Linked DNA regions of Mus musculus: all the other regions are linked to region 1. Evidence: chromatin contacts called from public Micro-C and promoter capture Hi-C data. All regions are on one chromosome and are shown on one strand. Each heading gives the region's core, a stretch centred on a gene start, on an enhancer-like site or on the middle of the called end of the contact. The rest is flanking DNA. Distances are from core to core; before and after follow the strand shown.

Evidence for each region. Promoter capture Hi-C pulls out the DNA fragments that hold promoters and counts their contacts. A called contact is a pair of places that touch in the nucleus more often than the background predicts.
Region 2: a contact with region 1 is called in a Micro-C map of embryonic stem cells, with 2.0 times the contacts expected there. The contact joins the promoter of Mrpl23 here to the promoter of Cdkn1c in region 1. A contact is called at or near these places in 1 of 39 promoter capture datasets (liver) and 2 of 484 Hi-C or Micro-C datasets (both in embryonic stem cells).
Region 3: a promoter capture Hi-C map of liver shows a contact between it and region 1, with 2.6 times the contacts expected there. The contact joins the promoter of H19 here to the promoter of Cdkn1c in region 1. A contact is called at or near these places in 2 of 39 promoter capture datasets (the SN4741 cell line and liver).
Region 4: a Micro-C map of embryonic stem cells shows a contact between it and region 1, with 4 times the contacts expected there. The contact joins the promoter of Igf2os here to the promoter of Cdkn1c in region 1. A contact is called at or near these places in 7 of 39 promoter capture datasets (embryonic stem cells, hippocampal neurons, liver and 2 more), 5 of 484 Hi-C or Micro-C datasets (all in embryonic stem cells) and 1 of 115 datasets of contacts at active chromatin or transcription factors (embryonic stem cells).

Annotation. Positions count from the first base shown.
Region 1 is chr7:143,456,879-143,463,923 of GRCm38.p6, forward strand. It overlaps Cdkn1c (cyclin-dependent kinase inhibitor 1C (P57)), which reads right to left and starts at 4,172. Exons shown (of 4, transcript NM_001161624.1): 1 at 3,975-4,172; 2 at 2,917-3,838; 3 at 2,234-2,372; 4 at 1,461-2,143. The coding sequence starts at 3,829. The coding sequence ends at 2,239. It overlaps Gm33663 (a long non-coding RNA gene), which reads right to left. Exons shown (of 3, transcript XR_378640.3): 3 at 6,457-7,045.
Region 2 is chr7:142,529,409-142,536,453 of GRCm38.p6, forward strand. Mrpl23 (mitochondrial ribosomal protein L23) reads left to right here and starts at 3,624. Exons shown (of 5, transcript NM_011288.2): 1 at 3,624-3,786; 2 at 5,597-5,719; 3 at 6,662-6,744. The coding sequence starts at 3,770.
Region 3 is chr7:142,574,634-142,581,678 of GRCm38.p6, forward strand. H19 (H19, imprinted maternally expressed transcript) reads right to left here and starts at 3,513. Exons shown (of 5, transcript NR_130974.1): 1 at 2,196-3,513; 2 at 1,980-2,110; 3 at 1,776-1,897; 4 at 1,570-1,697; 5 at 897-1,481. Mir675 (microRNA 675) reads right to left here and starts at 2,514; the gene lies at 2,431-2,514.
Region 4 is chr7:142,656,400-142,663,444 of GRCm38.p6, forward strand. It overlaps Igf2os (insulin-like growth factor 2, opposite strand), which reads left to right and starts at 3,281. Exons shown (of 4, transcript NR_002855.3): 1 at 3,281-4,630. Igf2 (insulin-like growth factor 2) reads right to left here and starts at 1,097. Exons shown (of 4, transcript NM_001122737.2): 1 at 989-1,097.

The DNA.
Region 1 (7,045 bases), core at 2,922-5,421:
CTGCCTTGGGCACAGGACAGGGCAGTACCACCCAACATCCTGCATGTCTAAGGCAGTAGCCATAGGACACCAAATATTTCCCAGCTCAAACAGAGAAACTTGTTCCCAAGGTCAAGCAGGCCTGACTAGGACCACACGGGCTCAGACTCACATGTGTGATGTTGTTTCCTCGATCAGGTATCTTGAATATCTGCTGCAGACCCTGCCACACCCATGAAATGGCCTCTGTGTTCTCACACAGCCCTGGATGCTTCTGAGGAACCCCCAAAGCAACACAGAATGTGGGGGTTACAGGTGGGCCCTAGGTCCAAGTGTTTGTGAGAATCATGGCAAAGAACAGAGGCCTGGCCGACCTTCACACAGAGGCCTCTCTGCTGTGTGTGTGCCACATGGCTCACTGTAGTCCTTGAGACTCCACGACTACCTGCCAGGTTTCTGGCCCAGCATGCTCCTAATAGTTGGGACCTAACCCATACCTCTGCTGTCCAGCACCTCAAGTACCATGCCCACCCTCAAGACATCAAAGAAAGGGCTGCCCTAGCACACACCTCCATGGGCACATACAGTAAGTAGCTTTCTTTGCTGGGTTCTAATTCCTGGGCAAGCTGAGGGCTGCTGCAGGCAGCAGGGCCTGCCTTCCTTGAAGTATACCCTCTCAATGGGATGGGGGCATTTCTCAAAGTCTGACCACACTGGGCCTCTAAGGTGTTCAGGGAAGGTTAGGTTAATCATACACCCCCACACATCTGTAACATCTTGGTCCAGCCTTGAACAGCCTGATAATGTCCATGGGTTCTTCTCTCTTGGCCCACAGAACTTTGCAAGGGCTTCATGGGCCAGTCTGGTTTATATCACCTTCTCCTTTGAAAGCCATCACTTTATAGGCCAGGTATAAAGAACCCTTCCCTTTTTGAACTAAAGGGGGTCTCTTTGGATCCAGTGGACTGGCAGGAGACAGGGCATGGCGATGTAGGAGCCACAGCTTTGAGTTCTCGCACACAAACTAGATCAGGACCCATCCCCAGTCCACCCCACCCTGTGTTCTTCCCTAGTATCTTTCATCACCCCCTCCCCATCCCTACTAAACTATCACGATGCCAACTTTTGGGAAAGCTCTGGTGTATAGACCTAGGGGCCCTGGAGCCTTCAGTGCCCCACTGTGATCGCATGGAGAACTTCTGTGTGTACATGGGAGTTTACATTGTTCTAAACCCTGCAAGTGCCCATCAGGGTCTGGCTGGACAAAAACATGAGCGTCTGTTAGGGACAGACACTTGTTTCTCAAACTCCTGAGAAGCAGGTCAGTAGGTCCTGTGAAAGTTGTTCCCCTTCCTTGTAAGCAGCCAACAACTCTGTCAAGTGGTGGCAATATTTGGCTGACTCCTTCTTTGACACCCACCATATTCATTTGCCTTGGCGCTGAGCTACAAAAGTGTAAAAGAACAAGAAGACTACAAGTATGATTTTTGTTGGGCCTCTTTATTTAGAACCTGGCGGACGAGGAGCCCTGGGCAGTTGGTATGGGCAGTACAGGAACCATTTCGACTGTCTGGTCACCAAGTTTAAGAGCAATCTAATGAAGTGGGGGACACTGTAAGCTAACTGAAGATGAATGTGTGGGGGCTTTTACTCAACAACCATTCCCCTAGAGTCTAATATAAAAGTAGATTTACATTTGTGGGTAATCTGAAGCTGGTGATTTCTAGTGCCTTTGGTAATAATCAATAACCCAGCAGTTGCGTGGCAGAGGGATCCACGCATGGATAAATACAAATATTAAATTAGCATAATTTTTTAACTTTTTGTACAAATATACATGCTTTTTCCTTTTTCTCATCTTTTTCCTTCGTTCTACATTTTCTAGTTTCTCTTTTTGTTTTGCACTGAGAGCGAGTAGAGATTAAACATTTTACATAAATGATTTAAAGCTTTACACCTTGGGACCAGCGTACTCCTTGCACATGGTACAGAGTGTTCTCAATACATTGCACAGTTTTCAGATTTCCACAAAACCGTGGGCTGCTCTACGCAACCATCTCCGGTTCCTGCTACATGAACGAAAGGTCCCAGCCGAAGCCCAGAGTTCTTCCATCGTCCGCTGCCCAGATGCCCAGCAAGTTCTCTCTGGCCGTTAGCCTCTAAACTGTGGGAAGAGGGACTCAGGTGAGCAGGCATAGCGGGAACCCCCCGGGGGCGGCCCCTCCGCGACCCCCGTGGGGGACGCCAGACTCACCTAACTCATCTCAGACGTTTGCGCGGGGTCTGCTCCACCGCGCCCACCCCAGGAGCCACGTTTGGAGAGGGACACCCTGGAGGGACGTCGTTCGACGCCTTGTTCTCCTGCGCAGTTCTCTTGCGCTTGGCGAAGAAGTCTGCGGGCGACAACGCGCGTCGGTCAGGGCGGGGCCGGCCCAGAGACCCGCGAGGAGACCCGCGGAGTGCGCAGGGCGCGGGGCCGGGGTGGGGGCGCCATCCCCGCCCGCGCCGAGGTCCGCGGCGGGTCAGCTTTGTTTACGTCGCCGCGCAATGTGCTGTGTAAGCATTTCCCCTTGTCCCGCGGCCAAGCCCCCCGGGGCTGCCGCCGCACTTAACCCCCTCCATGCCGCACACACGGCTCCCTAAGGGGCTCCCGCGGCCCGAGCCAAAGACCGCGATCCGAGTGGGTCGCGGCCAGGCTCGCCCTCCCACTGCACGCTCGGGAGCCTTAGCTGCACCCCTACCAGTAGGAAAGGGGTGCGGGCGCAACCGCGCCCTAAGCGCCGCGGGCCCTTTAATGCCACGGGAGGAGGCGGGGACCGGGCGAGGCCCCCGAGGGCGAGGGAGAGCCCGGCCGGCCGGACAAAGCGAGGCCGGGCCGGGGCGGGGCCGTGCGGGGCTCACCGGAGATGAGAGGCCCCGACAGCTTCTTGATCGCACCGTTCGCATTGGCCGCAGCAGTCCCGGGTGCAGGACGTCCTGGAATCCCCGAGAGAGGCTGGTCCTTCAGCTCCTGGCCGCGCTGCTCTTGATTCTCGTCCTGCTCCTCGACCGGCTCCCCATTCTGCTCCTCGACCGGCTCCGCACCCTGCTCCTCGACCGGCTCCGCGCCCTGCTCCTCCTCCGGCTCCTCGTCCTTCTCCTCGACCGGCTCTGCGCCCTGCTCCTCGCCCTGCTCAGAGACCGGCTCAGTTCCCAGCTCATCACCCGGCTCAGCACCCGACTCCTCGCCCTGCTCAGAGACCTGCTCAGGGACCTGTTCCTCGCCGTCCCGAGTCGCCACGTCCGGGTTCGCGTCCGGGATCGGGTCCGGAGTCGGGTCGGAGGTCGCGACCAGGGTCACCTCCGGAATTGGGTCTGAGGTCAGATCTGAAGCCGGGGCCGGGGTCGCGGGTGGGGTGGGCTCCGCGACCACGGCCGAGGCTGGGGCGCTGGGCGGCTGCTCAGGCGCCTCCTCTAGGCCGTCGGGGGCCTCGCCAGCCGGCGGCCCAGAACGCGGGATGACAGCCACGGCCACCGGGGGTGGCCGGGGCCCCAGCTGCAGGCGACAGCGCCCCACCTGCACCGTCTCGCGGTAGAAGGCGGGCACAGACTCGCTGTCCACCTCCATCCACTGCAGACGACCAGGGCCTCGAAGAGGCACATCCTGCTGGAAGTTGAAGTCCCAGCGGTTCTGGTCCTCGGCGTTCAGCTCGGCCAGGCGCATCCGCAGCTCGCGGCCCAGCTCCTCGTGGTCTACAGGCCCGAAGAGGCTGCGGCAGGCGCTGCTACGCGCTATCACTGGGAAGGTATCGCTGGAGGCCAAGCGTTCCATCGCTGTTCTGCTGCGGAGGTACACGTCGGACATGCCCATGGTCGAAGGCTGTGCAAACGCGGGCAGCGAGAAAGAAGGGAACGGGAGGAGAAGGAAGAGGGGAGAGGAGGAGGGCGGAGGCTGGGCGTGGGTGAGACCCCTTGCACAGCCCGCGTCCGCCTCTGCCTAAGGACGCAGCGGCTACCTGGCTGATTGGTGATGGACGGCTCCTGCGTCTGGATCGCTTGTCCTGTCCAGCTTGGGCCGCGCCCCCTCGGAGCTTGCCTGCCTGTTCGCTTGCTCTCAGTCGGGCCTAGCCGGCACCCCTCGAGCACAGCGCACTCGGCCTGTGGAACGCCCAGCCCGCTGCGCCCCTTTATACGCGCTGGCCCCACCCCCGCGCGCGCGGGCCTCCTCACGATTAGCATAATGTAGTATTTTCAGTTTCAACAACACCGCGGCGATTGGAGGGTGCAGCCCGCCCCGCCCACAGAGGCCCTGCCCCCGCGCCACGCTCATTGGCTGCGCGCACACACCCCCGGGGCCGGGCGGGGCGGGTGACGGGCGGGCGCTGATTGGCGGCCGCACGGCGAGCGGGCTGCGCGGGACAAGGGGCGGGGCTCGAGTTAAAGAGCTCTGCGGGCGGTAACGTGACACCGCGACGCCCCTCCCCCTCGCCCCATCCCCCCCCCCGCCCCCCGCGGGCTCCTTTGTCTGCAGGCGGGGGCTCGCGCAGCCGCGACGCGCGCGCCCCCTCGGACCATGGAGCTGGGCACAGCCCCTCGGCGATGCCGACGTCGGTGAAGGTCCCTCGGTCCCCGCAGCCCGCGCTAGCCCTAGGACTGCACCAACTGATTAGGGCTTTAACCTACTACTACCAGCTGGGTCCTGGTCCTGGCAGTACCGTGGCTGGATCCACCCTCTACACCCAGGCCTAAGTATCTGCCTTCGAGGCATCTGCACACCTGCTGGCCCTAAGACCCTCTATCACGGAGTTAGAGACAGGGGTCACATCCATTCTTTTCCTGAGGAACAATACTGTAGAGATCTAAAAGATCTGTAGCCTGGTCTATAATAGGCCCACCTACCCGGGAGATGAGACACAAGTTGGGCCCATCCTAGCCTGTACCTACATCACTGATAGATGCCTAGGACCTTAGGTTTGGGTCAGGCCATATTCGACCCCCAGTTCTGCCTACCTTAGTTGGCTGGAAGTAGTTATGCTAGAAAAGAGAGAATGACCCCTCCTCCACAGCAGTGCCTCTTGGTGGGGCCCTGAATACTCACACAAACACACCCGACATGGCCTGACAGAGCCCCCCCCCCGCCCCCCGCCCCTGCTGCCTCCGCTACCGCCGCCAAAAGGAGTTCATTATTTAGGGCAGGGAGTCGAGAAGGTGACTCAGGCATGTGCCAGGAGCTGGCCCCCTCCCCCCGCCCTGGGGAACCAGGACTTCCGGACATACTTGAAAGGCCCTGCAGAGCCCCAAGCTCTCAGCTCCCAGCAGAGATGCCTGTGAGACTTTTGAGACAGAACCCTATTTACAGGGTTAGGTAAGTTGGGCCAACCCGGGAGTCAAGTCAAACCCTGAAGCCAGGGGCCAGACTGTCCTGGAACAGGTGAGAGACGGGGTTTGGAAGCTGCTCTGGTGGAGAGACCAGAGCCTGTGACCTGTAAGGATTTCTTTTTCTCGGTACACCATATTACAAATCTCTCAGGGCATTGGTATGTCACAGTAATTTTCTTGAGTAAAATAAAACTAATGAGGGCTTTCAAGGGGCCTCATGAACCCCTCATTCACTAAAAGCTAAAATCCACTAGCCCAGGGCAGGAAGGAGGCAGGGCTTTGTTCTGTCCCTGTGTCAAAGCCACATGGGCCTCTTCAGAGACCCTGGTCACAGGACCACACTCCACACTTATTTGTGACCACCTGGCCTCCAGGGTCTCCCCAACAGTCCAAATATCCAGGCTGCAGCTGTCGAGGCTAGAGAAGGTCCACCCTGCCCACAACCTAGGCCAAAGCTGCTGAGAGGACTGACTGAACGTGCTCCCTGGGGTGTGGAGCTACTGGGCCCTATTTGTTGGGAGAAGCAGTCTAGACAGCCAGATAGATCATCTGTGCTGCAGGCTGCCTCACTGGGCATCCCTACCCCAGGATGCTTGCATCACTTGCTTTCTCCTTTCATATTCCCGTTTCATCTGCTTGTTTGTCCGTCTCCACACAGGTTAAAGTGAGCCCTCCACAAGTCTGTAACGGTGAAGTTCCATCAATGCTAGCTAGCATCAACAGACCTGGTAAGCACACTGCTTCCAGAAGCAGGGTTAAGTTCCCCATCTAGCCCTCCAACCCAAGGGACCTGTAGGTAAGTAAACATTTGTCTGGCTACAAGAATCGTCTTCTATTTTTGACATTAAAAATACATCCAAAGGAAACAAGAACATTTTTTTTAACTGTGTTGCTGCGGAGAGTTGGGGGATGGAGCGCTGGTCTGGTGCCCTGGCTCATCAGACGCAAGTTTCCTGACTTCTTTCTTGTGTGGTGTGAAGGGGTATAAGCCGTGGGACCTCGACCTTGGACCTGGTTAGCAAATGAGTCTCTCCCGAAATCTTCCCCCATACCCTTGGGCAGAATGGGTACTTCACCTCTTGCCTCTCCCAGAGCTCCCAGAAAGACCACACATCCAAAGACCATTTCTGCCACCAATTGTTGGCGATATTTCTGTGTGCACCCAATTACATTACAGCCATAGGAGCTCTTTTTCTATGTGCCCACCTGACTGGCCGAATGAGGAACAGAATGAGGGCTGTGGCAAGACTCGGGCACAGCCACGCTGCCAGTGATTGGACTACGAGATAAAATTTGAAAGCTGGAGGTGACTCAGTGGTATGGCACTTGAGATACTTCTCAAGTATGAACGCTGGCTCTGGGTTCCATCCCCAGGGCCGAAAACAAACGAATGAATGAATAGATAGATAGATAAATAAATTTTGTGTCCTAAATCGCTAAAATCCACGGCGCAGTTACTGACTGAAGCTAAAACACAACAGTAGGCAGGCGGACACTTCAGCAGTCTGTTGCGAGGAGGAAACGGGCTGCCTATATTAAAACCTTGCTGTGGCTCCTAGGCGATTAAGGCCAGCTTAACCTACACCCTCCAGCTCTTCGAACCAACTCCGAGATTTGATTAGTGAATCGTAACACAGGAAGCCTATTGGCCCCAGCCCTCCTGCCTTTTCATTCTTAGAGGAGCCTGGAGCAGCTAAGTCAGTTTAGT
Region 2 (7,045 bases), core at 2,374-4,873, 930 kb before region 1:
CATTCTGAAGGCCCACCAGAGATTCCTACTCCTTCCACACCCCCACCAGCTCTGCACGTATGCACAGATTTCTCCAACAAAGTTTATCTTTAACATTCTTTAAGCCTGTAGCAATGCCTACAATGTACTCTGGACAGAACACAACCCTGCGGGTACCTCCACCAAGGAGCTGGCGCCAAAGCCGCCCCTGGCCCTTCAAGATTGACAGGTGAACTTTGTTCCCCTGGAGCTTACGTAAATGGCTCCCCTTTTCTGCTCTTAAAAAACTTCCCGTTGACCCAATCTTTGAATGCGTGAATACTTTACAGTGGCACCAGGGTTTCCGTACAATGTTCTGCAGATCAAGTCCCCTGTAAAAATCATCACTGGTGATGGTTTTGTGGACGGAATCTCGCAAATGGCCCCAAATAGCCCAAACATCCTTGAACAAGAACAATAAAATCCAAGTGCCCACATTGTGAGAACTGAAACTCTAAACAGGGTGGCACTGGTATAAAACACTGAAATAGACCAAGGGACAAGATGCTCCGGAGATGAGCACCGCAGGACTTCTGGAAAAACAAAAAACCATTTTTATTGCATGTACTTATTTATTTTGTATGGAGAGTATGCACTCCACAGTGCTTATGTGGAGGTCAGAGGCCAACCCTTGGGAGTTGGCTCTCTCCATGTGGGTTCTGGGAATCCAATTCAGGGAGTCAGTTCTCATAGCAAGCGCCTCTACCCACTGAGCTGTCACCAATTTTGACACAAGGTACAAAGGCAACTGAGTGTAAAACAGCCTCTTAGAGAAACTTGGCTAGGACAATTGAACACCTAAATACAAGGAAGAAAGAAAGAAAGAAAGAAAGAAAGAAAGAAAGAAAGAAAGAAAGAAAGCAAGAAAGCAAGAAAGCAAGAAAGCAAGAAAGCAAGAAAGCAAGAAAGAAAGAAAGAAAGAAGGAAAGAAAGAAAGAGAGAGAAAGAACGAACAGAACTCATACCCTATACAGCATGTAAAATCTATGTAAAACAAATAACAGCAATACAGAATATAAGAGGTTTATTAGTCACAACACCAAAAGCATATTCTCTAGAACAAATTGACAAACTGGAATTTATTACTATCATCATCATTATTATTATTAATTTGGTTCTTCAAATAATAACTTCAGGGAGGCTGAGAAGACAAGCTGGGAACCAAGAAAGAGAATTTCTGCATGGCATGAGATTTGTTAGGTCTGATCCAAGATTAGAAAGTAAACTGCCTGTGGTGGCTCATACCTTTAACCCCAGCACTCAGGAGGCAGAAGCAGGCAGATCTCTGAATTCAAGGCCAGCCTGGTCTCCCAAGTGCTGGGATTACAGGTGTACTCCGTAACTCTTGGTTTATCAAGGGGTGGAGATGTGGCTTGCTCAGATGGGCCACATCTGGGCCAGAATGGGACTCCTGTGTTGGTGTTGGGAGGACCAGGTGTATCCTTAGCCTGAAATCCTCCCCTACACCAACCATTTTGCAGTTCCAAAGTTGCCTAACATTCAACCAGAAACTTTCATCCAGAAGGGAACTGAGGGACTCTGGTGGGACAGGCTTGAGGTAGGTAGCTGAAGTGGCAACACTAGTCCCTTTTACAATGTGTCCTAAGATCAGCTGCTCATCACCCACAAGGGACCCTTTCCTTCACCCTTTGTCTTCCAAGCTGTGAGGACCCCAGCTCCCACAGGGCCACTTGGCTTCTCCCTGCTCAGCACCTTCTTTGACTAGGGAGTCTTTTTCTCCCAGAGTTACGTACACCATATGTCACATATAAGGTCACCTCACACTTAAATGCTTTCTTCCCAGGGGGAGTCTCAGAACCACCTAATTTTAGAGCTGGCCAGCAAGATAGCTCAGTTTGGGTAAAGGTGCAAGACTCATGAATCTAAATTCAATCTCCCAGTCCTACATGGTCTACCAAGTCTCTTCCCAAGCAGTGGCCAGCTAGGGAACTAATTTTTTGTTACAACCCTGAGCCCATCTTAAATATGGCTAACAACAGTCTTTACTAAGGAAAGGACAACCTTGTACTTTTCTGGTCCTTGTGTTCCTTTTTTTTTAGCCTTCGGCCTCTTGGAGGAGGTGTGGAATGGTACTGTAGCGGGCTACGGCAGTCCAGTCAGGCCGAGCAATGGGTGACAGAAGAAGTGGGAGAAAACCCCAGAAGTCTGATCTGGAGAGGAAGAGAGATGGGGCTCAGAACTCAGGCTAGGCTAATATCATCTGCTGCTGGGTCATAGCCACATTCATTTTGTAACACTACACAGGAGTGGATATGGGCAGGGATCTGTGCTCACAACTCACCTCTAATCCTTCATCCTAGGGGACCCCAGTGGTCATTTTGATCATTAAATGGGTGACCTAGATGCTTCTCCCAGAGCCACCATGATGGCCTCTTATAATGTGCCTGATATCTCCACCCATGTCTCCTTTCCTGAGCCCCCAAACACAACTATGTTGCCGTGGGGTACAGACAGAAACTTAACAAGGACCGAGGGAGCTGGAAAGCAGCAGAGAGAACCTATGGGGAGAGATGGGCCAGGAAGCAGGAGAGAGCAGCAAGACCACCAAGTCGGGACAAGAGCTATGGGCAGGGATCCCTTAGTTAGGACGAAGCTGGAGGGTCTCTGACCTGCAGGGCTGAGGACTTGTGAACAGCAAGGCCTTGGGAGGCTAGTGGCCTCTTGAAGGAGGTGTGGCCAGGGGCTCCTGGGACAGGGAGTATGCAGTGCTGCTGGGCTGCAAATGTGGCTGGGCAGCCAAGAAAGGGAGGGAAGGAGAAAGGAGGGGGTCCTGGGAGTCTTGCCTGGAAGGGAAAACAACCCAGTCTGGATTGGGAGAGGGGCCGTAGACTTCATACAAGAGATCCAGTCCACCCCACCCTTCCCCATCTCTGCTGCCCAAGGGATTGTTGGCGAGGCTGTGACTTAATTGTTGAGGGGGGCTAGGGTCCTATGTGGGATAGGGCATGGGTGTAGCCTCTGATGTGCTTATGTGGGAAAGGGGACAAAGAGCTGGCAGAGCCTAGAGAAAGACTAGGCTGTGGAACACAGGGTGGGGGCTATGTGGCCAGGCCTTGGTGAGCCTTATGGGGTGGTTTCGTCCAGTCCAGAAAAAGGGGAGTGGGGACAAAGGTACTGCTGGACCACCTACAGCAAGGGAACAGAGTAGATTCACAGAGCAGATTTGGGGGGGGGGGTACAAGGTGTATGACTGTGCTTGGTGGGGCCATGCAATGTTGGGGTGGGGAAACAGGATAGTAGTTGCCCTTTGTAGAATCCACCAGCCAGCAGTGCAGAGATGCGGGACTGCTCATGGCAAAGTGTGGTGCCCTTGTGGGTGGGAAAGCATGTACTGTAGGGTGCTTACAGGTTGAAGAACAGGGAGGTACACTATACACCGAGAGGTATGCAGGATTCTGTGTGGTGCTGGGATGGGGCAAATGGGTACAGAGTGTATGCCGGCTTTTTGCGGGGCCGGGTGAGGGGCGGGGCTGTTCACTGTTTTTATGGCTGAGAGGCGGGGTGCGCTGTGCCGGGGGCGGTGCGCAAGCAGCTTACGGTGCACGGGTGGGGGAGGGGCTTTTCGGGTGCGGGGTTGGGGGTGGGGTGGGGTTTGCGGGACACCGAAAGTGCGGGGCCCTGCGGTGCAGGGAGAGGGTAGCGCGGCCTCCGGAAGCGAGGGGGCGCTGTGCCAGCGCGGGCGCTGTGCGGGGCGGGTGTCGCTCCTTCCTGACCAGGAGGTGCGGCTGCCATGGCGCGGAATGTGTTGTGAGTAAAGTCGTGACCCGCGGAACGGGCTAAGCAGCCCAGGTCGGGTGGGTGCGGGGCCCGGGCCGGAAGCCGGAGGCGCCCGCACGCGGCGGGAAACCCGCCAGGGTCCACGCGGCAGGGCCACCTCGGCTTAGTGTCCTGGCTGTCAATCACAGCCAGCGGCTACAGCCTGCTTTGGCAGACAGCCAGGGCTGAGCCAGGATTGGCCGTTGCCTGCAGGACCCCTGGCCCAAGTCCCCCAAAGTTGCTACATTCACCGGTCTCCACGTGGCCAGCAGTGCTAGCCTCCCACAGTCTGAGCCGGAAACATGTGTTCAGTAAACACGTGACCCACTGGTTGGGTGGCCCTAGGTTGAGCATTAATGCGGTTTTGAGAGTTCTCGTGGAAGCAGAATTGGGGGGACCCTGCAATAAGAAGGGGTGAGGGCTGGTTCCCTGGTGGGCAACCTTGTGATTTCTTTCCGCAGACTGGCTGGGAGACCAGGGACCTCTGAACCAGGCCAGTGTGAGGCAGGGCCAGTCTAGTTCAGCTTTTGGGCTCACCCCCTGGCTTTGCAGGGAGCTGGTTGGACCCATGCGTGAATGAGTGACAGGTGGGTGGGGGCAGAGTGAGACCAGGGATGAGACCTGAGCTTTGAGGAGGACTAGGTTAACAGCCTACCAGTTGGGAACCAGGCTCCCAGCGAGAAGAGAGAGCCAAGAGTTCCATTTGAGATATGCTGTTTGGGGCTGCTCATAAAAAAAAAAATAATAATAGTAGAAAAGAAGTTAAGAGAGCCCTAAAAGGCCAGACCTCTAATTTGACCATTAGGTAGGCTCTTGAGTCATTGAGTTTGGCAAACATTTAGCGATGGGGCCTGCTTCTGAGGCTCCCACCATGCTACCTTGGGAGTCATCTGAAACTCTGGTACCTGCTTCTCAGCCCTGAAACTTCTCTGGTGCCCTCAGCTTGGTGCTTCCAGTGTGGTGCTCCCAAGACTTAGAGGTCTGGCCCACATGCCACACCTCGGTTATCAGTGTGACCCTAGGGTGGTCCTGTGTACCCACCCTCCACCTGGGGACCATGAACTATGAGTCTCTAGTAATCCCAGTCCTTGAGTTTCTCCTGTCCTTCTCCATGTCTGCTCAGGTGGGCATGGAGGCGAGCAGGACCACCAGGCAGAGATCCTGCTTTCTCTACAGGCCTGATAATGGTGGAAACTGGCTATCCCACCAAGTCCTGCTTGTTTAGATAGTTTTAGGTGTCCAGTGAGGTGTTGCTAGCTCGGAGCCATGTTGGAAACACTGTCTTCTCTAGCCCCCAGCCTGTTTTCCTCCCTCTCAAGGAACTTCTGTGGGCCCTGGGGGTGGGGGTGGGGGTGATATTTCCGGGCTGGCCACTCCCCAGAAGCAGGAGTTAGCAGCAGGCCTTTGGAAGAGGTGGTATCTGCAAGCTGAGTACCACCACTGCCCTGTTTATGAGGTCCTTCCTTCCTTGTTCTTACAATTTTACAAGCTGGGACCATTATTCTGCTCCCATACCACAGCTATGAGCCTTAGTTCCTGTTTTTGTTTCTTTCTTTCTCTCTTTTAGCTGTCCTTTTGACCTTTCTATAGGAAGGCTGTAGTGTCAGTAGCCCTGGAACCCAGTAGGGAGGCCAAGGACTAGGCTGGGAAGCTGCTTGTCCCCCCTACTAATGAAACCATATAGTAGGGACAGGTCCTATGTGTAACTGTCCCACCCTGCCTCGATTCTGCTGATGTGAGTGGACACATGAGCCTGCAGTACTGTGTGTATAACCTCAATCCCCTGATTTCTCCTGAGCAGGTACCCCCTTTACCAACTGGGTGGCCCCCAGCTCCGTGTATTTCGAACTAACTTCTTCATTCAGCTGGTGCGGCCTGGTACTGCACAGCCTGAAGATACCGTGCAGTTCCGGATCCCCATGGAGTAAGTGAGGCCCAAAGGAGTTCAGGGGCTGGGGAGTGGCCTCCAGGATGTGGGTCCTGTCCTGTTTTTTAGCTTAGCTCCCCAGGGCCAGGCTTTTCCTGTGGTGGAAAGACCTGGGGCCACTTTGCTTGCTCAGCGGATGGTGGAGGGGCCTGGTGTTTGCAGAGCTTCAGGCAGCCAAAGAGTAAGCATGCTCTTGGCTGGCTTCCTGGCTCGCCCTCCACCTGGGGAAAGCTTAACAGAAAGCCTGAGATTTGTTGAATTCTTGCCTCCATCCTTTTCCCAGGAAAGGAGTCCCCGGAGGCTGGGTTGGAGCATGCTGAGATTTGCAGGGCTTCTAGGATGTGAGCTCTGAGTCCCTTACCTCATTCTTCGCAGTTCCATGTGCCCCCTTTTAAGGAAGGTTCAGTGCAACCCAACTGCTTGTACTGCTCTGAGTCCTAAAATCCACAGGGACCAGCTCAGCAGGGGCAGGGGGCAGGAGCAGATCCCTGGAGGAGCTGGGTTAGGGTCTCTTTGGCTTTCCAGACATACACAGGAGCTTATGGTAGCCAGGGTTGTACTGAAAGCCACCATGGGCTTTGTCCCCCAAGTCCTAGAGAGGCCCCTCTGGCAGCACATGTCTCATAGACCCTAGGGGCGAGTCTTTAGTTACAGATAGGAGCCCAGCCTGGCGACAGGCCTGATATCTTACATTTGATCAGGGTGAGCCCACCTGGCTCCAGGTAATGGTCAAGGATCCAGGTGGAGAGGACCAAGTAAACAACTCTGATGAAATCCCACCCTCATTAACTCTTAGCTCATCCTTTTGTCTGGAGGGGACAACACTGGAGCCAGCCTCACCTGGCCACAGCTGCTCCTTGGACTTTCACCCTTATCCCTGGGTAGGATATCTCTTTATCTAGGCTTAGCTCAAACTTGTTTGCTTTCTGTCTCATCCAGGATGACCAGGGTGGACCTTCGGAATTACCTTGAGCAGATTTACAATGTTCCCGTGGCTGCCGTGCGCACACGGGTGCAGCATGGTGGGTACCTGTGTTGGTGGCTTGCCACCAGGACATAGCCCCTTGTCTACTTCTTGTTGTCTTCAGACTCCAGAGGGGAAGCAAAGGCCTTGAGGGGCTTGGGTGCCTTGTCTTGCCAGAGGGTGCCCAGCCTCTTTCTATGTAGCTCATTGAAGGTCCCCAACACTTCTAGCTGTGACCCTGAAATGTCCTCTGTTCCTTAGAACCACTTCCTTAGCCTGGGCTGGTCTCTAGTAGGCCTCCACAGTCTCCTCCTGTAGTAGATCCTAAAGTAGCCCATCAGTGGCAGATTGATTAGTGC
Region 3 (7,045 bases), core at 2,263-4,762, 880 kb before region 1:
CCTATGGGGTACTACGCTTCCACCCTAGGAAGCAAGACCTCAGTGACAGTCCTTCATGTACCTGTCATTCATGCTGACCTCCCTGTCCTCCCTGGATATTCACCGTGCCCTGTGTTCTGAGTTATATTCAGACTTGTGCATGTCCCTATCTCTCTGCTGTGGCCCTTCAGCTCCTATCCACAGCAGACAGCAAGGGGAGGGTACCACTGCAGGCATCGACGTGGGCTCCAGTCCAGAGCTTAGCATGCTTGGAGCAGGAGAGGGAAGCCCAGAGGCCACCATGGGCCTCTTTATGTGGCTGTGGTCTACGCAGCCTCATGTGTAGCTGCCTACCCATTACGAGCCTTACTGCAAGGAGTCAGATTTACTGTGCAGTCTACATTATGCCTCGGGAGTTGGGATTAGTGTGAGGACTCAGAGTCATCCAGGCAGGACCTTGGGAGCAGTGTAGAATCCAGGTTTCTGGCTGGGCCCACCATCTCTCATTGCTAAGGATGTCCTTCACCTCCCCAGCCTCTCTGTCTTGAGGGACCCTGCTCACAGCCCTGCCTCTGTCTCCGTATGGCACTCTGGCATTTTTTAATTGTGATGTCGACTGCTTTGCCCGTTCTTCAGGCACCATTTCATATTCATAGGCCCCTTCCATACCATAGCTTCTTGGCATCCCATGAGGCCTTTCGCTGTGTGCCATCCCATGAGCCTCCTATCCCAGTGCCACCCACCTTTTCATAAGCCATCTCCTATTCCCCATTCCATCCTAGAGGCCCTCCCCATTTCATTATCCCCTTCATCATGGATGGTGTACCCTATCCCTTTTATTCCCCTTCCCTCATTTCTTTCCCCTGCCCCCCCAACCTCCCCCCATGAGTCGCATTATATTGAAGTCCACGAGACCAATGACTGTAACTGTATTTATTGATGGACCCAGGACCTCTGGTGAGGCCCTGGTGAGGAGGGGCAAAGGATGAAGTAGGGCATGTTGAACACTTTATGATGGAACTGCTTCCAGACTAGGCGAGGGGAAGGCGAGGCCTCAAGCACACGGCCACACCCAGTTGCCCTCAGACGGAGATGGACGACAGGTGGGTACTGGGGCAGCATTGCCAAAGAGGTTTACACACTCGCTGTATACATTCATACGGAGAGACTCAAAGCTATCTCCGGGACTCCAAACCAGTGCAATCGACTTAGTGCAAATTCAAAAGGGGGTAAATGGGGAAACAGAGTCACGGGTGCTTTGAGTCTCTCAAGCAAGGAAGGAACAAAAGGAAAGAAACAGAATTACAGGAAAGGAGGAAGAAGAAAAAGACAGGAGGGAGATGATGAAGTCATCCCGGGGTAGAGGCTTGGCTCCAGGATGATGTGGGTGGTGGTCTCCCGGGTCAGGCAGAGTTGGCCATGAAGATGGATTCTCAGGGGTGGGTGGGTGCTATGAGTCTGCTCTTTCAAAATGTTGACACCATCTGTTCTTTCAGCTTCACCTGCAAAGAGAATAAAGACAAATGAGGTGGGGCGGGGGGTGGGGTGGGGAGTGGGCTTGGCAAGCTTCCAAAGGGTGCCCCAGCTCACCTTGGAGCAGATTCCTGAGGCAGGTAGTGTAGTGGTTCTGATTGCAGCATCTTCTTGATTCAGAACGAGACGGACTTAAAGAAGTCCCCGGATTCAAAGGCCCAGACATGAGCTGGGTAGCACCATTTCTATGGGTGGGAGAGAATGAGACCCCTGTCCTTGGCATCCCACCCTCTCCCACCCACATGGGGCAGAAGAGAACTCACCTTTCATCTTGAGGGTTCAAGGTAGGGGGAGGAGGATCCAGAGAGCAGCAGAGAAGTGTTAGCTCTTTGGGAAAAGTGAAAGAACAGACGGCTTCTACGACAAGGCGCCAGCCCATGGTGTTCTGCAAAGGACAGAATCCTGAGTGAGTGGGTGGACAATTAGGTGGTTGAGCGGACTAGCCCTGTGGCAGGGAGTATGCTCACCAAGAAGGCTGGATGACTGCCCTTCTGTCCTCTCCATCACACCGGACCATGTCATGTCTTTCTGTCACATTGACCACACCTGTCATCCTCGCCTTCAGTGACTGGCAGGCACATCCACCTCTGCTGGAGACCTGGCTATAGGGAGAAATGAAGACATGAGTTAATTGAACTTGCGTGGGAGGAGACTGGGTGACCACGAGCGGGACAGACACTTACCCTAGTCTCCAGTCCGAGCTCTTCGAGACACCGATCACTGCTCCGTCGCCGCCCGCAAGGCCCTCCTTGGCCACGGACTCTGGAGGCCAGTGCCTCCCTGGCTCACCACCCCAGCTACTCGCTCTACCTGCACCCAACCTCCCTCCCTAGAAACTCATTCATTCTGCCCCGCCTGCCTCGCCTCGTCTGGCTTCATCCTGTGCCCTTGACTCCCCTGGAAATGTTCTGTCTGTCATGCCAGACCCAGGGACTGAGCGGTTAGGGCATACAGTGTACCAAGTCCACTGTGGGCCCTTTCCGCACCAGTCCCTGGGCCGCAGTGCCTCATGGGAATGGTGTGTCTGCAGGCTGGACCCACTGCAGCCTCCTTGCTGTAAAATCCCTCTGGAGTCCGATACCTGCAGCCCCCACTCCCCTTCTGGTGACACCCTGCACTGCCCTTCTTTTCCATTCTCCAGTTATTGAGGCTCTGGCAAACTTGGGACTTTGCCAGAGCCACTCTTGAACCTTCTTCTAAGTGAATTACGGTGGGTGGGATGTTGTGGCGGCTGGGGACCCATCTGTGTCTTGTGACCCCATCTTGCCCTGTTTGACCCCAGCCTAGAATGCTTCTGTTCTTGCTGGATCCCATGGTCTCTGCCACTGTCTCCAAGGACTCCTATCACCTCCCTGGAGGCAGCGGCCTCAGTCTTTACTGGCAACCCTGCACCTCTTCTTTCTTCTCTCTAAGAGCTCTTTCCACCTGGGGTCGCCAATGGTCCCCCAGCCTCCTTCTGTCTCGGCTCCCCCCGAGACGATGTCTCCTTTGCTAACTATCCTGCCTTTCTATGTGCCATTCTGCTGCGAGGCCAGCCGCTTCTTCTCACCAGGCCCCCTCTCTAAACCTTCGTTTAGAAGGTCAGTGGAGCGAGGCCAAGAGAGAAGAAGGAGACTCACCTGCCCAGCAGACGGCGGTCCTCACCTGCCCACTGCTGCCAGCTATACCTTCACTGCCCAGGTCTGGGGTCGAACCCTTCCCAGCAGCTCCCCTTTATCCGACCAGCCGCCACGTCCTGTAACCAAAAGTAACCGGGATGAATGTCTGGCTCCCCATTCCTCTCCAACCCTAGCTCAGGCCCTTCAGCTTCACTCCGATGTTTTCCAGCCTTTGCGATGCCTTTGCTCTGCCTGAGCTAGCCCCTCAGTCCTTCAACATTCCTGCCAGACTCCAGATGCCGAGGTGCTCCTCGGACCCCACGACTCTCCTCCAGCTCTCCCATCTTCCCCAGTTTCCCCGATACCCCCCACCCCCACCCCCCACCCCCCTCCCACACCCGGTGCTTCGGGCCCTCTAGCCCGGGCTTTTTCTAACTGGAGTGGCTCCGCCCAGAATTCCCGCCCCTACTCTGTCAACCAATCAGTACATGGCCCCGCCGGGGCCCCCGCAGGGCCCACCTCCACCCTGTATCGTTCCAGCGCACGTTCGCCTCACCCCACACCCGCACCCGTCCTGAAATTCTCCAAAGACAGCCTCACCACAACTCCCACTTTGGAATCCCTTAGACAGGGCCTGGCATTGTCCCCAGATATCTCCCTTGATGTCGAGAACATATAGCCCCGTAGCCTGCTGAAGCCCTTCATAGAACGGTGGTGCCCCAGGCACCCTGCCACACTGAAGCTGCCCTTTACTCAGTTTGTATAATGACCACAATGGGAATTTGAGGGCATGGGTCTCATACTATCCCACGGAGTATGAACAGCCTACGAGTGGCTAACCCCCAGCCTTTGTCCTAGTCTGCTTGACTGACCTTATCTGGCCGCAGTGGTTTCAACAAGGTAGTAGCTAATTTGGGCACTCCTCACCGTCCCTTTTCTGGGTGAGTCGTCACGTTTGTCAGGACTCTCTTGCGATGAGTTTTATTAGTTATCTTACAGTCTGGTCTTGGTCACCCCAGTCAACCGGAGGCACAGTATGGTCTCCCTATCCTACTGAAGTACTACTATCAGTGATAGAATGGGGACAGGAGAGATGCCCTGTCCCTCCAGCCACGTGCGTGCGTATACCATTGCTCTTAGCTTCTGTTGAAAGTTATGCAGCTGAAATCCACAGAGTCAGCATCCACAAATCAGGGCACCAGAGAGTAGAGCAGCTCTAGATGGAAGTGACCGGAGCTCCAGATGGGAGGAGGACTCAAGGGCTGACCAGTCATGACCACTCAGCAGTGGTTCTCACCTATGTGAGGTGCAATAGCACCTTGGCAGATCCTCAGCCTAGTGGCTGCATGTCAGCTGAGTACTCATTTCTGGCTCCTAGTGATCCTTCATTTTTACTCTGTGAAAAGCCCTGGTCATTGCTGTGGGTGGACCCTAAGTTATGATACTGACGGACACCTCCAATTTGGTCATAAATAGACCCCAGCCTCTATTATCTTGGCGCTGTAATGTGTGTCTGTGCTGTCACCTTGTGGTGGTTGTGGCTATCTCTGCGCTCTTAAACAAATGATCCTTTTCAGAGATCGGTATATAAGATGGAAAAGAATGACCCCATCTTCTAATGAGCCTCAAGAACCCTGGCAGCATCAGCAGACTAAAGGCCGAGGGTTGGCCATCACATGTAAGCTATTCACTGGTGTGGTGGCAGTTGGTCTCTGTCTCCCATCACCCCCCACATCACCCTTGCTATACTCCCCTATACTTCCCACTATATCCTCCCCACTACACCCCTGCTATATCCCCCCTGTCATCCTCCCCACCATACCCCTTGCCATACCCCCCACCATACTTCCCCTATGGCCCCCATACTCTCTGCTATACCCCCACTATACCCTCCCTGCTATACCCCCACTATACCCCCGCTATGTCCCCCACTATACCCACACTATACCGCCCCACTACACCCCCATTATACCCCCACTATGCCCCTCCTGCCATGCCCCCCACTATGTCCCCCATTATGCCCCCGCTATGCCCCCGCTATACCCCCACTATAACTCCCTCTATATCCCCCGCTATACCCCTACTATACCTCCCACTATACTTCCACTATACCTCCCCATTATACCCCCTCGCTATAACCCACGCTATACAACCCCACCATGCCACACCCGCTATGCTCCCTCTTGCTACCCACCCTCCTGCTTCACTTCAAACTAAGCGGATCCCTGACTTCTCCTAGTCTCTAATCTCAGCTTTGCAACTTCTTGCTACAGTTCCTAGGTTACCTGGGACATTGCAATGGTTGAACCCCAGCCTCTGCTTTTATGGCTATGGGGTTTCGGTGGACGCACGCACGCGGCAGTTTCTATGTCTCCCGCCTATAACCGATTCTGTATTGAGTTTGGATTGAACAGATCTGGCTAGCTTGAGGAGTCCCAAGGCAGAAGGGGACCATTCCGTAAGTGCACAAATGCCTGATCCCTTTGTTGAACCTGGGGTACTCAAAGCTTTGTCACAGCGGACCCCAACCTATGCCGCGTCTGCCGAGCAATATGTAGTATTGTACTGCCACCACGCGGCATCGTCTGTCCATTTAGCTATAGCCAAATCTGCACAGCGTGGAGAGTGAACCGATCGATCGTGAAGGGCGCAAGACTGAAGGAGCTACCCAAGAAATGTGTGTTGTACCACCCCATGACCCTTATGAATCATTGAATGCTATGCCTGAGTGACCCATGAGTTTGCCATAGGTGAACCGCAATTTTGGTCACCTCTATGATAAAGTATGTGGGACTGCACTGGTCGCTGCTCGGCAACTTCGGTCTTACCAGCCACTGACGATCTCGGGCTGTGTAGGGAATGAGTCAAGTTCTCTGGTTCAGTGTGTAAGGGAACCATTCCAGAGGTGCACACATCTTACCACCCCTATGAATCCCTATTTGGGTGACCCTGGGATATTGCTGGGAATGAATCGCTCCCCCCAAGTTGGCAGCATTTGGGCCACGATATATAGGAGTATGCTGCCACCGCGCGGTAGCATCCGTTCCCTTGTTGCACATAACAGCTTCTATGCCTTCCTATAGTGAGCCACACTGGCTGGTTTTGGGGTTCAGTGACCAAAGGGACCCCCTCCAGAAACACAAGTGTTCCAACCTCTTATAAACCATATCGACCACTGAGGCATAGCGGCTTCGGACATTGCTGTGGGCGAACCCGAACTTTGGCCCTTGGACATTGTCATGGGCAAACCTTAACTTTGGCTGTCTCTGGAACATAATGTTTAAGATGACAGTCACCAGCGCAGCAATTTGGTCTTTCCACTCACAACGGCTTTTGTGCTTTCTGGCATCGAACCACATGCACTGGTTTATGGGGTCTGAGACCAAAGGAGACCATTCCGGAAGGGCATAGGTGTCCTGCCTTCTGCTTTTAACAAGGCTCTCCGGGACAGTGCAAAACAGGTGAACCCCAACTTTGCCATAAGTACGATTATCTGCCACAAACCAGCCAGGGGTCCTACCACCTCTTCAATTGATTTTGGGCTGACACCCAAGGCTTGATGTAGGATTCCTCAGCTGCCAAGCTGGCAGCTGAGCCCCATTGAGAGAGAATGCAGTTTCAGAATTGTTTGCAGCCCTGAGCCGGAGATCATTAGCATCTGAACGCCCCAATTAGAATACGAAAGCGCAAATCACCAGACTTTCTTGTTGGCGGTTCCTTAAGTGATTCTTTGGGTAGGGAGGTCAGGTGTCCTCATAGATGTGCAGAATTTGAGGACCATGCTTAGTGGGGTCTGCATTATGGTACTGCAATACATTCCATGATCACCACACATAGTAGCTATACTTCAATTTTCACACAATAGCGCTGATGGCCCCAGAACCCTATAAGTCAGATACCTGAGATAGCTCTTGAGAACGTTTTATCAAGGACTA
Region 4 (7,045 bases), core at 2,031-4,530, 800 kb before region 1:
ATGGTGAGCAGGGCCCATGTCAGAATCCAATGGTTAGCGCAATGGGATAGCCAGCACTCCTGTGAGCCTTGCTCTCCAGGGTCACCCAGTCCTCCAAGTATAGACTTTCCTGGGCACCTCAGAGCTTGCCATCCATGGTCAGGGACCCTAGAGGGTCCCTTTATGGCCCATAGAATCATCTTTCTGATAAGAGCTAAATTTACCCAGGGCAGCAGTTTGGGTCCTTGGGAGGCTAAACACCCCATTTTGGAGGGACACACCCCCTCCACAGGCTATGTGGCTACAGGCGGGGACAATGGTTAGCTAGCTTTTTTAGTGGTGGGAGGCCACGATGACCCACAGTAAGCCACCCTTGACCCTTCAGTTAAGTAGAGCCCTCCAGGCCGCAGCCTCAATCTCTGCTCCATAGGCCCAGGGGATTTCTTGCTGCAAAGAAACATGTGAGAGACCAGTGCGGAATAATCAAGAAACAAATTTGTTCGAGCTCCCTTGGGTAACTAAAAGTCATCTTTGCCCACTTCATCAAGACCCAGACCGATCCTCCCAATACCCTCTGTGCCACCAACCACTTGCGATCAGCAGGCTATAGCTACAGCAGTTAGTTCTGGGGGCGGGGGGCAGGCAGACGGAGCTGACCTCGAAGTCCCTTCCCAAAGCCAAGACCACACTGGCTGGTTCAGCCCAGGTGTCCAGGAGAAGCAAGCAGGAGATTGACCAGGAGGCAAGGGACAGGTGAGGGCCCAGGGAAGGCCCGAATTTGTTGGAGTGGGGAGGCAGAGAGGAAGGAAAAGTAGAGGACTGGGCAGGTAAGGAAGCCTGGATCTAGTGGGGGGCATAGGACAGAGGCTGAGGGAGAACGAAGGCTTGGGAGAGGTAGCAGGCCCGGCTGCAAGGGCAGAGGCCTCAGGCTACCCGGTGCCCTGACCACCCCACTGGGCAAGCCGGAGTGGGGATGGCAGCAGGGTCCTGGCTCCACAGCCCTGGTTACCTGAAGTTGGGTAAGGAGGCCGCTGGGGCTGGAAGAGGATGAAGACAGGAAAAGGCTGGAAGGTTCTCACAGGAGAAGCTAATGTCCAGTTTGCGAACTGGTCAGTGCCTCCGCTTTTTATGTCTGAGTGGCTCCTCCCAGTCCCGGCTCCACCCTACCCCCCACCCCCTCCCTGCTGACCACTCCCCCCGCCCCCTTTGCACCCGCCCCCTCCCTCCTTCCAGCCAGTCCCTTTTCTCCTGCACCCCCAAGAGCTAGCCTTGGACCATTCCTTAGCAAAGCACCACCAGTGGGAGGGGGGCCTCATCGTGCGCCCCCAGCCCTTTCTGCACAGACCAATGGGGGGAGGGAGGGGGCTCCTTCCCACATCCTCCTATGGAAAGTTACACCCAGTAAAAGGCAGGGGCAGTTATTTCTCTTTGAACTGTAACATTTCTGCCCTTCTGAGCCCGAAACCGTCCCCTCTCCCCCCAACATTCCAGGTTGGGAATGTTGGGGACAGAGTTGGGGTGTGTGGGTGGGGGGAAAAGCTAACTGTGGGGTCTGGCTTGACTCTTTTACCAATTTTGGGGGGCTCTTGGCCCCGCCCACCCACTTTTCCTTCCTGTCTCATTGGCACAAAGTCAACATACCAGGGTGGGCTTCGGAGACTCTGCCCCCCTCCTCATCACTCAGCACCCTTGGGGGGGGGTGTACAGGGCCTGCACAGCACGAATCGTACATTTTATGCAGCTCATCCATCCCCCCCTTCCCCAACACACAGTAAAGCACCAGGAAGTCTCCTGTGAGTTCAACTTACACACCCCCTCCCCAACAGCCCCCATACCCCCGCCCCTTCCCCCACTCCATGGCGCAAGGGGGAACAAAAGTTTGCTTAGGGAACGAGCCCCCAGCCCCCCACCCACCGCACCAGTCCCGCCATGCCCAAGCCGGGCTCTGCGCACCCCCCACTCCCAGGGCCCCTGAGAGCCCTTACCTGGAAGCCGGCGACGCTGCCGCCCATCTCCCTGCTGCGGGTATGCAAACCGAACAGCGGGCGAAGGCCCTTCTGCCGGGCACTCCTCTGCCAGCGCCGCTCTGCCCGAGTCGCAGAGGCCGAATGTGCGACGGGACAGAACGGGGAGATGGCTTTTTTGGTGGGGAGGGGGGCGTCTCTTCTGCTTCTTTAGGGTATCTTAGGGCTGGGGCGGGCCAGATATTGTACTTTCGGGGGGGAAAAGGTATCGGGAAATGAGGTCAGCTGTTGTATCAAGGATAGTTGGGGGGCAGAGATAGTGAGAGAGACAGAGTGAACGTGAAAGGGGGGGACCACAGAGAGGGAGAGAGGGAGAGAGGACAGCGAGAGGCGGGTAGGCTCACAGCGGGAGAGGACAGCACGGAGAGAAACAGAAAGCGTATAATTAATCCACTTGGGTAGGCGAAGGCAGAGGGCGGACGTGAGGGGGAGGGAGTCTGAGGCGAGGAGGAACGGGGAGGGGGCAGGAGGGGAGCTTAGGAAAGGTGGCGGGTAAGCGGGTGCGCGAGGGGGGGCGCACCCTAAGCAGAGGAGAGGATGCAACTTCGAAGGACCGAGGACGGTGTTGAGGGGGGAGGAATGGAGGCGTCACCCCGGCCACGGGCACCCAGCTCGGTTAGGGTCGACGGAGCCCTCAGCCGTCGTAAGCCCGGGCTTCTTGTGGGGGGGACAGGCGTGGCGGCGCCTCAGCTGCTCGGGACTGCAGCGAAAAGAGGGGAGCAGCCGGGCTGCGCACCGGGGAGGGCTGGGAGGGGAAGCGCGGGGGATGACAACGCCGGCGACCTGCAAGCCGGACTGCCTGCGGTGGGGACCGCCTCCTCTGGCGAAGCAGGAATGGGGTGTTGAGGTAGATAGAGGAGGAGGCGGTGGGGAGATCCGCAGGCCCGACGGAGCGCGGCCCCGCCGACGGCGCCCTGCACAGGAGTTAGCAGCAGCGAGGTGGCGGACGGCGTCGACGCGGGGCCGCCAGCCCGGATGGAGGCGCTGGCGGGCCGAGCGCGGGCGGGCGTGGGCCAGGAGGCGGGGGCGGCCGGAAGGGGGGGCCGGGGGCCGGCCTGGCCTCACGCAGCTCCGCCGGAGAGCAGGCGAACTCCGGGCGCCAACGCCCGGTTCTTATAGCCGCGCCACCCCGCGGCTCGGCGCCCGCTCGGGCCCCGCTGGCCTTACGCCCGCGCCAATGGGCGTCCGCAGGGCCCTCGCCCCGCCCCGGGACCGCCCCCGCAACTCGAGCCACGCGGGGAATGCGGGTCGGGGGCCCTGGGCACGGGGGTTGCCGGTGGGGGGGGGGAGTGGAGTGCCTGGTGGCAAAGATGGGGGGGGGCTGTGCGCCCCAACAGGCCCACTAAATCCTGGGTGTCTATCCCTAAAAATCGAGGTCCCATGTCATGTTTCCGGGGTGCCCTGTGCTTGTGCAACATGGGCGCGTGGTGCGAACCAACGTGCGTGGCACCCTAGGCCTCAGTGGTAGTGGCAGGACCTGTGCTCAGTTAGAGGGTTACAAGGTAGGCGCATCCCGGCCGACTGAGTTAAGGCGCAGGTAGCTGGGTAGAGGGTTCTCACAGGGACCTACTTGCTAAGCAGGGGACAGTCCCCTGGATCGGCTGGGGGGGGGGGGGGGAGCGCGCAGCCTCCACCTGCCTGAGCAGGCAGGGCGGGCTGTGAGGCACCTCGAATAGCAGCCAGATAGATCTTACTAAGCGCCCCTAACCTCTGCTTTGCCTGGGATCTCCTAGCAGCCTTTGGGGGGCCACCAGGTGCACCATGAAGGGAAGGCTGGCTTGGCCACGCCAAATCTGGGCCCCGCGTGGAGCCCCCGCACAATGTCTGCGCCCTTCAGCAGAAAAAGAAGCAGGGCGGGAAACGTAGCTCAAACCAGACCTGTAAACCAGAGCTCACTGAAGTGCTTCTAAGCGGCGCGCCTTTGGGACCCCACCCAGTATGAGCAGATAACAGTTCCCTGTCCTCAGCACTTTGAATTTGCTTAGTTGCAGGTTCGGCCCCAGGGGCCAATGCGATAATTCCGGGCTATTAAGAAACTCTCCCCGGGTGGTTTCAGATATAAGAAGCCATTGTGATTTTTACCAAGTCAAAATCACTTCTAAACCGGTGCACCTTGTTTCCCTCTCCCGACCTCCGCACCTCTAGGCCTCTAAAGGGCCACTACTGGCGGAAACCAGTGCACCCGGGGCTAACCTCCCGGCCCGACCATCAATCACCGCGCCCGCGCTCTACACTCGCTTCCCCAAGCCCTCGACCTGTAGGGTTGGAGGCTCCAAGCCGCCCGAGCGCTCTGCCCTTCCCGCTTCCTGGCCGCCCAGGCGCTTTCCCTACCACCGCGTTGTTTGCAGAGTGCACACAAAGTGGCGCGCGTTTCGGAGCGCCCAGCCCAAAGGAGCGCTGCCGCCGAGGGAGAAGCCAGCAGCCCGCTCCCGCGCTACTCCGCAGCAGCCCTGAGGACAAACTGCGAGGTAGCCGGTGCCCCGCAGTGGAAGAGCTGGGGCACGAGGGAGCGCGCCACGGGGAGCTCACCACAAGGCCGAAGGTCGGGTCCGCTGGCGCAGGAGGATCGGAGGAGAAGGGCGGGAGAGCGGATGAAGTGGGAGCTGCTGAAGTGGACGCTGCTGAAGGTGAGCGAGACCCCAAGGGCAGTCCCCAGTGAACCGGGGCAACGCCCAGTCCGTTGGAAGACCCGGGGACAATGCCCAAATTTGGGGGAAACTGGGGGCAATGCCCAGTCGTTTTCCTGGACACGGGAGCAACACTGCCCACGTCCTGGCCGCCGCGCAGTGTCCAGTGCGTGTTTGGGGCACACACACTTTTCCAAAATCTGTGCTGCCGCTGGGACACCGTAGGAGAAGTGACGAGGCCGATACCACTGTTATGCGCAGGACGGGAAGCTGCCGAAAGTGGCCAGCGGAAACAATGATCAAATTTCGGGGATCCCAAGTCAGACCCTTGTCTGATTTGCGGTCCTGGGAATGAGCGGCCCAAAGTAGGGGGACTCGAAGGCGACTCCATAAATGGGAAAACTGTGGCGAATGACTAAATTTGAGATTCCAGAAAAATTAGAATCCAAGTTGGGGAATGAGGAAAATTATTCTATGCAAAAATGGGGGGCATCTTGATCCAGGCCTAACGAGGGGAACCCAATATCTTGGTTAGAAAGCTTGGGGAACCCACAAAATCCTAGACTAATTTGTAGAAGTTAGGTGGTTTGTTGTTGCTGTTGGGTTTAAGAAAATTCCCAACATGAAATTTAGGGGAGCTTAATTTTAATTGCTTAAAAATGGGAGATGAAAAACAACAGATGGATTTTAGGGAATTCAGGTCAGTTCTTTTGAGGGGTGGGAGTGGAGACTAGGGTTCACCCTGAAGCCAGTGGGCCCTACAACACCCGGGAAAAATCACCTCTAATTTCTGTGGCTTCAGAGAAGTCCTCTAGAGAATGAGGAAATGCTGTCTAAATGTGGTGGAATTAGAAATGCAAGAAGTCCATTTGAGAAAGCCAGAAAAAATCAATGTCTTTTAATATTTTAATTTCCTAAACAGATTCCTATTGATCTTTTTGTTGAACAAGGGGGAGTTTGTATGTTTTCTTGGACAATGTTTGTTCTTGGAGAAACATACTCCCTGTTTTGTGGATCAATAAAAATTACCCAATGGATGATGAAATCTAAATTGCAGGGAATAGAATTAGTAGCTAGGAAATTTGTAAGACACAGACCTTTAAAACCTAGGAATTGGGGGATCTGGGACTTTTTTTTTCAGTGTGCTTTGGGGACCATAAAACATTATCCAAATATAGGGAGACTCCAGTAGAAGTCATAAATTCAACAAAGTTCATTAAAGTTTAATAAAAACCGAACTCTTTGGAAGAAAAAAATCTCAATTTGTTTTGGAGTACCTGAATTTGGGGGGGCCCAGGAAGATAATTTCTGAATCTAAAGTTTCCTGGTCCTTCAGGGCCAGTCTCTACATTACAAGGAATAGAGATTATGGGTTCCTAAATTATGGGGCCTGAGAACCAATCCCCCAAATTTGCAATCTGCAGAGATTGTGCAAGATAGTGTGTGTGTGTGTGTGGGGGGGGTGTGTTTGAAATGTAGGGGGGCTGAGTGGGTGTATAGCTGGTATTGCAGTGGGAGAAATCAGAACCTTTTTGTGACCCAAGGCTAACACTAAGTGTGTTTTGGGGGGCCTGGAAAATATTGCCTAATGTTTGAGGACACCAGGCATGAGCCAACACGGGGGATGAAAAGGATACAGGATGGTACTGGATTTTGCAATTGGTGTCTGAGTTAAAAAAAATTTTTTTTTCCAAATTGTTAAGTTAAAGGGACCCAGATTTGATGCAGAAAAAAATGATCAGTGTTCAAGGATTGGAGACATTCAACATTCTAATATAAAGAAAAAGGACTTGGCCAAGAGTTAATTTTGTGCCATCTGTGACCCAGAAAGACATGGAACAGTCATATAAGACTTGGGATAGCATGGAAAGCCCTCTGCCACATAGAAGTTCATGCCTTACATCATTGCTCAGCCTGCTTTGGGGGCTTTAGTGAGAGAGTTTATATTTTATATTTTAAAGAACCCTAACCATGGCCAGAATGCTTGCAGGAGCTCTAGGGAGCCCCAAAGCCTTGTGACCAGTGTGTATTCGTGGAATTTTTTGGGGGGGGGTCTTGTTAAGTGAATTTTAGATGTGATTGGTGAATGTACTCTTTCCATTTTCTGGAATCCGAGAAATGAGAGTGAGGGCTATTTGAGGTGTCTACATTTAGGGGAGGACATAGAAAAAAAGGTTGGGACTTTGAAGGTGCCAGGAAAATTGTTAAAGCTGTCTGGGTGGGATTCAACTTGTAAAATTTGGAGTTAGGGCAATAGACTACAGAATCTAGTGTTCCACGTTAATAAAACCAGAGGACGGGTGGCGGGGGAAGAGAGTCAGCAGGAACATTACTGCAGATATAAAATGATAGGAACATGGGGAAAACACCCCGCTACCTCATCCCCTGGAGACAGTGCCTAAATGCTGTCAAAAT